Linked DNA regions of Arachis hypogaea: region 2 is linked to region 1. The links are chromatin contacts, called in public Hi-C maps. All regions are on one chromosome and are shown on one strand. The core of a region is the stretch at or near the end of the contact, and the rest is flanking DNA. Distances in the headings are between cores, read along the strand shown.

Region 1 (4,256 bases), core at 889-3,388:
TTTGTCATGCCAATATAAATTATGCATGTCACAAAAGATTTATAAAATCAAACTACTTTTACAAAAAAAAGTCGTAGGTTGACAAAAGTCTTCAATTAAAAATACCAAGGTTTCTGTAAATAAAAAGTCAAATAATAAAATTTTTAATTATTATTTTTATATGAAAAAATCTAATTTTTTACTAATAATTAATTTTAACATTTGTTATCTAAAATTTAAAATAATTTAATGTGTAGACTTTTACATTTAATTAGATGTTAAGTCTGTTGCACAAATAGAAATAATTAATTTTTATACTTGTTATTAAAAAATAATATTTTTATTTATATAAAAATATAATTAGATATTAGCATAAAAAATATATTGATAGTTAAAAAATTAACTCAATTTTTTTTTAAATAATTGAATCTTGATTCTAACTTTTAATTATAACATTAGTATTCTCTCCAAATTATATATAATAAATATTTAAAAAAAGAGAAATAATACTATAGATTAAAAAAATAAGCGGTGAAAATTTAAAACTAAATAGAAAAACTAAAAAAATATGTATATAATAATAATATTTTTTTATTCAATTATATTGTTTTGGTAATTTTGTTTTCTGTAAAATAAAAAGTTAGAAAAAATAGAGAATGGGAGAAAAGAGAGAGAAAGATAAAGATGAAGAATGCGGGTGAGGATTTGTTAATTTTGGAAGAAAAATTTTATTTTAATTGTAATAAAAAATATTAGATGACATATTTTGATTTGTCAAATTACTAATATAAAATATAAATTATATATAGAGGAAAAATAGTAGAGAGAAATAGAAAAATGGAAAGAGATAGATGAGAGGAGTTAGGAAGGGAGTTTATTAATTTTAGAAGAAAATATTTTCTCTCAATTTTAATAAAGAGTGTTATGTGACACATTTGGTTATTAAATTAGATAGTAATATAGGTATATTAAAGAATGTCATGTTGCACATTTTGATTGTCAAATTCGTAATTAGTGATTAATAATGATATATAAAAGAGATAGAGTAGTTGAAGGAATGAAAGAAATAAAAAAAGAAAGAGGGAGGAGGAAAGAACTTTTTAATTTTGGAAGAAAAAATTTAATTTTAATTACAATGAAAAAGTGACATGTGGCACATTTTGGTTGTAAAATTAGTAGAGAAGATAAAAGAATTTTTTAATTTTAAAAAATATTAATTTTAATTACAATAAAAAATGATATGTACATATTTTAGTTGTAAAATTAATAAAAAATATTTTTTTTAATTTAAAAAATTTTTATTTTAATTATAATAAAAATTAATATATAATATATTTTAATTACAAAGTTAGTAATATATAATAGAATATATAATAGATAGATATATTAACTCAGCACGCTATTAACGAAGATCAAGAATGAGTCACTATTAAATATTTGGCAGTTTGATTGAGTAAATTAAAATTTATAAGTCCAAATTCAAAGGGCAAAATGGGTATTAACTGGCACCCTGCCAGACATCTCACATGTACAAATTGTTGAGTCCACATCAGTATTATACATACTATAATTCCAAGGAGCAATCATAGTTTTATATACTTATATACGGATTCCAATATTTGATGGAATTTGCTGGATTCCAATCATAGCACTTCTCACGCCTTGTAGCTAAAAAAGAGGCCTTGTACCGTATGTAATGGGCAACCCACCGGTAGTACACTCGTTCACAGGGGTTCATTGGCCTAAAAACAAAAATAATGATTGACTAACAAGTTCAAATAATATTGAAAATGAAATGCAAAGACAATTTGTTAATTATTTTATAGTGACTCGTGAAATTACTGTTTCAGTCCAATATGGATGGCAACTAACACGCATATTGCTAGTTCCGTATGTTATAATGTTCCACACTTCCACTTACATATATAGTGGCCAGTTGAATAGATTCGATACCCATATATCCATGCTGCTGCTGCTTTTTTTTCCCAAACAAACATATATTATATATATCCATGCTTGCTTAAGCTTGATCAATTCATTAATAAACTCCTAGTCACCAAAAAGAAAATTCATTAATAAACTCCCGCATGCACCTTTCCATGTGATTTAATGTATTGCTAAAGAGGGCAGTGCATATTCATTCATTGCCTAACGAAACAAAGGGATAGGCTCATATAAAACAGTATTAGAAGCCCAATAGTTGGATATCAATAATCTCCATATTGTTGTACCTTTTTTTAAGACTCCATCTGTTTTGATTATACAGTTTGGGTCAAAGTATCAATATCTAAGCCCATACATAACTGGATGTATGATTGCTTGATTCTGAAAATAAATTTTAGTGGGCTCTTATCAATGGGCCATAGTCATTGGGATATCAGGTTTTCAAGAACTTTAACTAAGTATTATTAACCAAGTTGGGTTGGTCTAGTAGTTAGTTTACTAGTCCGCTTAAGTAAGTGTCGGGGGTTCAAACCCTTAAATGGAGTTCACTACCACGGCGAATTAGTTCTTAATTTGCTGGGCTGAGTCAGTCATCGGATTAGTTATTGATGGCAATGCCGGAGATGGAATTGTTATTTTTAGCGTTATCAGTTTTTGTTTCTCTTTTTTTTGCTCCACCTTATTGTGTTGAACTTTTTTTACTTAAAAAAAATTTTAAAACAGAAGAATGAAAATATAAACCAAATAATTATTTGGTCCACATATTTTTTATAAGGTTATAACTAGACATATGATCCTCTTTCTGTATATAAACATATGAAAAAAATTATTATAAACAATAATCATACCCAATTCATTCTTTCAAAAGCTATTTTACAAGGGACACAATGATCATTTAAAATATTATCATAAAAGCTATTTTTACCATTATTGCTTATTTGATACGTATGGTTATTGAAATGATATTTAATCAGCTTGTAGGGAAGATAATGCATTTGATTCACGTAATTCTAAAACTAACAATACCTCATGTGCTCAAGATAACATACAAACATAATATAACATACGAACTTGCATCATAATGACATTTGTCTTTAACAGAAAAATTGGGGGCAGGATGCAATGAGAACGGACGTAGAGTCCAGGGCACATGATCACCGTTCATCAAAGAAACATAGTGGTCAAAAAGCTTGGGTAACATCCGCATAATTGTTGCAACCTAATATGTAGATTTATGGAGATACCTATGTTACTTTTTCCATAAAGTGTTCTCAAAAAACAGGGTAGCAAGTAGCAACAAATTAAAAACAACCATACCTTTATATCCATTATATTCCAGCAGATATTTGCTCCTTCTTTGGTAGCTAGTTTGTTAATTATACTTAATTACAATCCAACTTCTTTCTTTGCATTTATAATTTACAATAATAACGTGCCGGGGATGATTCTTCAATTAAAATTCAGACTCACACGTTATTATTCACCCTATTACCTTTATTTTTTACTGCCACTATTACTCTTTCGGTTGATTCCAAGAACTAGAATTCAAACTCGCACTTAGCTTGCTGCGGTTTCAATAGGATTTGAATTTTGAATCATAGATCTATAATAAAGATCTATATATAGTTTCTTTTCCATTTGAAAAATAAACGTTACTGGACACGTACCCCCTCTTAGAGCTTATGTAAAATCTCCCATGTACACGAATTCAAGAACTTTATAATATAACATTTAATGGTGTCAATAATGAATCCAATACCCGAACCCATATTTTATTTTATCATCAAAATTTACGAGTAAAAATAGAATCAATAAATCAATATACATATTAATTTAATAGCATAGATAAGCAAAATCGTGGCGTATGTAGCAGAATTATTATTGTGCTACTATCATAGACATTATAGAAGTAGTTCGGAACGGGTAAGATATAGTCATCACGTGATTGCCACGAAACATTAAAGGCTTTTTTATATTTTGGTAAAAAGCACTTGCACAGTTACAGTAGCGTTTCCACACTAGCTAGCTAGAATAATTATTTGCTCTAATCGTATTTCTTTATTCGGTCTCTATTATAACTCTAGCAAACACGCATTAACCAAAAGTTATACTGATGAGGATGGTAATCAAATAGCAAATTGACTTTCGAAATTGGGAGTGAGTTGCTTCAGTTCCACTTGACTCCAAAAGAATACGCTTTGAGATTATCGACGGAGGCAACAACATATATTATTGCTGTTTTGCATGCATTCAATTCTATTGTAAAACGACACCGCATCTCCAAACTTGAAATGCGGGTGAAGTAGTTAGCAATAAATAGAGCATTATGCAGG
Region 2 (4,465 bases), core at 1,791-4,290, 76 kb before region 1:
CCTTCCTATAGCCCACGCGTTGATCATGACGCGCGCCCGCTTCGGGATAAAGTAGCCTCCGACGGTTGTTTCTTCCGCTGTTTCGTGGAGGAGGAGAGGGATCGGCGGGTGGAGGCGGAGGGTCTCCTTGAGTGCGCAACGGAGGTAGGTGAGCTTCTCGAAGTCGGACTCCTCTACCCGACGGTCCAGGCCCACAACTTGGGCCAGCTCTTGTTGAACCCGCTTCAGATCTTCTGGGCTTCTCATGAGTTCTGCCATTGCCCACTCTATTGCCGACGCTACCGTCTCTGTACCTCCAAACATCACGTCCTATTCATGTTACGGAAACAAGAATTACACAAATATCAAAGACAATAATAATTGTAACATAATAGTATAGGAAACATTTCAGGTGCACCGGGAGTACCGGTGCACCAATTATTTTAGCCGTTGATTTTAATTGCGGTGCACCTGAAATGTTTCCAATAGTATAATACCATCACGATAAAAATAAAAAGAGAATATTAATAATTGTACCATATCCATATAACCAAGAGATAAAGTCAATAATAATGTACACCACAAAAAAAGTCACAATAGTAATATACTATACTATTACTATGATCTTGCTCATTTGCTTTCCAGCTTTCGCTAGTTTGCTTTTTTTTTTTTTTTTTTGCTTTAATATATATGAAATTTATACAAGAGTAGTATCTACTTGATTTTGTTTGTGTACATACATGTGTGCCACTGCTGGACTAAAAATTGGAATGAAGGAAATGGAAAATAAAATGTAGGTATCCTAGAGAGGGAAATAACAACAATGAATAAAGAATCCAATCCACTTGTTAATATATATATTATGGGAATGGTACAGAGATCACTTAACGTTTGCTGGTTTTACTCATTCACATATTGCTTATACATTCAATCTTATCTACTTTTGTCACCGCACCTTATTTGATTAGCAAACAACATGAAATAGCATTAATATATCATAGTCATATTTTTGGCCTGCAAACGGTCTTTCCTTTTTTACGAAAAGATTAACTGACTCCTCACTGTATAACATTGGGACACAATCATTACTTAGGGGCATTTATGACAGATCAACCAATTTGAAATGAGTTTAATTGATTTAATTACGTTTATTAGATTCTTACTAATTCCGTGATAGATTTACAGTAAGTAGTACAACACTATAGCAGTCTCAAATAAGAGACATGTCACAATCAAATTAAAATTTGTTTAATTAATTAATTTAGTAAGAGCAGAGAGTGAAAGAGAATGACTATACCATAATGATGGCTTTGATGTTGTCCTTTGTGAGTTTGATAGAGTTGTGCAGATCGTCCGCTTCATTGTTTAGCTTGGCCTCCTCGCTGTAGAAAGCCAACAACTCATCCACCATATCAGACTCTTCAATATTATTACTGTGATCATTGTTGTTGTTGTTGTTCTTCACCTTGTGAACATGCTCATCGATGATCCCGTCAATGAAACTGTCCAACGCAGCTCGAGCCTTGACGAGCCTGTTGTTAAGGCCCTGAGGATCGATTCCACCAAGGAAAGGGATGAAATCTGCGACGTTGAAAGCTCCAAACAGCTTCGAGAATTCCTGAAGGATCTTGATGAACTCGTCTTGACCTTCTTGGGAACTGGACCCGAAGGCGGCGCGGTAGATGATGTTCTTGGTAAGGTTGAAAACGAGTTCGCCAATGTTGACGGGTTTTCCGGTGTTGGAGACGACGGAACCGACCACCTTGTCGACTTCGTCTCTGACGGACTCCCATGACTCTTGGCGCTTGCGGCTGAAGAGCTTCATGACACAGAGCTTACGCATCTGGCGCCAGAAGGGGCCGTAGTGGGCGAAGGCCATGTCCGCGCGGTCGTAGGTTAGGTAGCTTATGGCTATGGTGGCTGGACGGTTGGAGAAGATGTTGTCTTGGACTTGGAGGACTTGGCGTGCTGAGTCAGGGTCGGAAATCGCCACCATGTGGAGGAACCCCATTCGCAAATGGAAGATTCCGCCGTATTCTCTTGCTAGTTTAGCCAGCCCACGGTGTGTTAATTGTTCCATCATAAGCATGTTGCCTGTAACAATATGGAAAAAAAATGTTAATACTTTCTTTCCATCAATAAGACTAAAATTAACAAAACAAATATCCGATCCATTGTTATGAAAGAGAATTAAATTATTATTTACACGATTAGAAGGAACAGTTTTTAGTATAAAAGCATTTTTTGGCATATATATTATCTAGGTTTATAAAAATATAGGCTAGCTTCATAATTTTTTGGTTAAAAGTACATATTCTTATCCACCTAATCTCAAACATTCCATAACACTATTTTCTAAAGTGATTCGAATCTTTGTCTATATACTACATACAGACATATATAGGAGAGATTTTTTAGGTAATCTTCTCCGATCCATTCTTCATTTCTTTCAAACTTTAACCATTTTATTAATATAAAAATAAGAAATAACATTGTTTTACAAAATATAAATTTTTTCTTATACTGAGAGGACAGGTAACTTTCCTTTTCTCTATAAAAGAGGTAGTGTGTTGGTGCGTGTAATAAAAAAGTTGCATTTGATACTCTAAATTTATTGATTTACGAAGTAAAAATAGAAATGGAAGTTTAATTACCTATGATGGGTAAGCCTTTAGGCCCTGGTGGATACGGTGGCCTTCGGCGGATTCTAGAGACTAAACCTAGCAGCAACATCAGTGGGATTACGAGCATGGCGGCCATGTGGAGCGGTTGGAGCTCAAAGTTGGCTATGCTTAGTAGTGGCTTTTGAATCGTATCCATAACTATTTGGCTATGTAATAGACTTAATCAATGGCTAAATAATAAGTTGTAAACACTATTTTGGCAAGGGATCGATGAGGGAGAAATGGATTATGTGCATGTGGCGATAGCACTTGTGACTTTTGGTCACGAGGGACAATAATGCAACTGTAAATGTTGCTAAGTAGAGACATATAGTATGGTGCCTTATATACACACTTTTCCTGTGGAGCTTCAATATTGAACACAAAATTGTGGACCCTCTTATTTCTTAAAAATATCTCCTCTAAGTAGGTGAAAATTTGCGGCAACACTTTTTTTATTTATTTATTTTTTTTACTTTGACATGAAAGGAAAATATTGTAACGTATATAAATAATTTTTTATTTTTGATATTACATTTATAATGGTATTTTTTTAAAAATTATGAATGGTTAGATTGTTAATTTTAAATATGATATTATTTAATGAGATACAAAAATCAATTTTTTTAATTTCTAGAATTTAAAAATCAAATTTTTTAATTTTTATTTTAAAAAAATTTAAAATATAAAAATCAGACCTTTCAATTTTGATTCATCCTATAATTTTAAAAGATACCAAAAATTATATTACTCATTTCATTTCCATAAAAAAATGAGCTATATAAACATCTAAAGCTATATATATGATGTCTTTACAGTATACAGATTTTACTTTCGCAAGTGCTAAACATAATATTAATTAGGAATTATCAGATATAGCGTTAATAAAAAAATAAAACATCAATTTAACACTCGTATTTCAATGAGTTTGATATATATATCTCATTCTCTTGTGAAAATATTGTATATAAGTACGCATAAAATTTTTTATTTAGAAGAAAAAAAATATTCGTATTATATTGTAATTTTTGCTTTCACGGAAATGATTCTAAGAAGGAAAAGAAAAAATAATTTAGATTACTGTAAGACCAACCACGGGAAAGCGAAATTAAAAGGGTGTGTTGTTTTCAGCCAGAAAAATAGTCATATATAAGACCGTCCTGCGTATCAATATACGTGTCTATATATAATTGTTTAGTCGCCCATATAAGTATATATAACAGTATCATGACATTACACAATTTAATTAATTTTGGTTGATTGATACAATTTACCGAATCCTCTAAATATTGCAATTGGAGATTTTAATTAATTTAAGAATAAGAAAAAATGGGTAAAAAGGTCGAAGGGCGACGACACACAGGTTTGGACAAGGCGCGCTTCTCTTGTATGTGCCTTTAACAGCGTTTGAAGAGTTATTAAACTGACGATGCAAAAAGTAAACCAGAATAGAAAATTATTTAAGCCTCCTGTGATTTGAAATTTAGAAAGGGATTAAGAATTTCCATTAAGCTTTTTGTTTCTTTCTTCTCTTTTCTGTCATATGTTTTGACGCAATACACATGAATAATACTATAGAATTTTGACTTGAAAAAGCACGGAGGGCCTTTTTTTTCTTGTTAGATTTGGAACAAGCTAGTATATCCTACCTCTGTTATTTTACTAAAATATTAAAAAAAAAAAAAAACTATATTCATGTAAGAATAGTGAATTTTTTCACACGCACGTATTTCATTCCAAACGAAAAAATTAAGTAAAAGTAAGAGGAAAATAGGAAGTTAAATACTTAAATGTGTAGCTAAAAGTTGATTATTTTAGAGTTG

The links. A called contact is a pair of places that touch in the nucleus more often than the background predicts.
Region 2: a Hi-C map of leaf shows a contact between it and region 1, with 3 times the contacts expected there. The contact joins the promoter of LOC112749500 here to the enhancer-like site in region 1. A contact is called at or near these places in 4 of 8 Hi-C or Micro-C datasets (leaf and an unstated tissue).

Annotation. Positions count from the first base shown.
Region 1 is chr15:12,328,278-12,332,533 of arahy.Tifrunner.gnm2.J5K5, reverse strand. No RefSeq gene overlaps it. Among protein-coding and RNA genes, the nearest start is that of LOC112749499, 4.9 kb to the right of the region's middle. Within about 2 kb of position 2,138, at least 3 of the 3 cell types and tissues checked have open chromatin away from gene starts, as enhancers often do.
Region 2 is chr15:12,404,584-12,409,048 of arahy.Tifrunner.gnm2.J5K5, reverse strand. It overlaps LOC112749500 (cytochrome P450 84A1), which reads right to left and starts at 3,040. Exons shown (of 3, transcript XM_025797762.3): 1 at 2,634-3,040; 2 at 1,277-2,073; 3 at 1-309. The coding sequence starts at 2,799.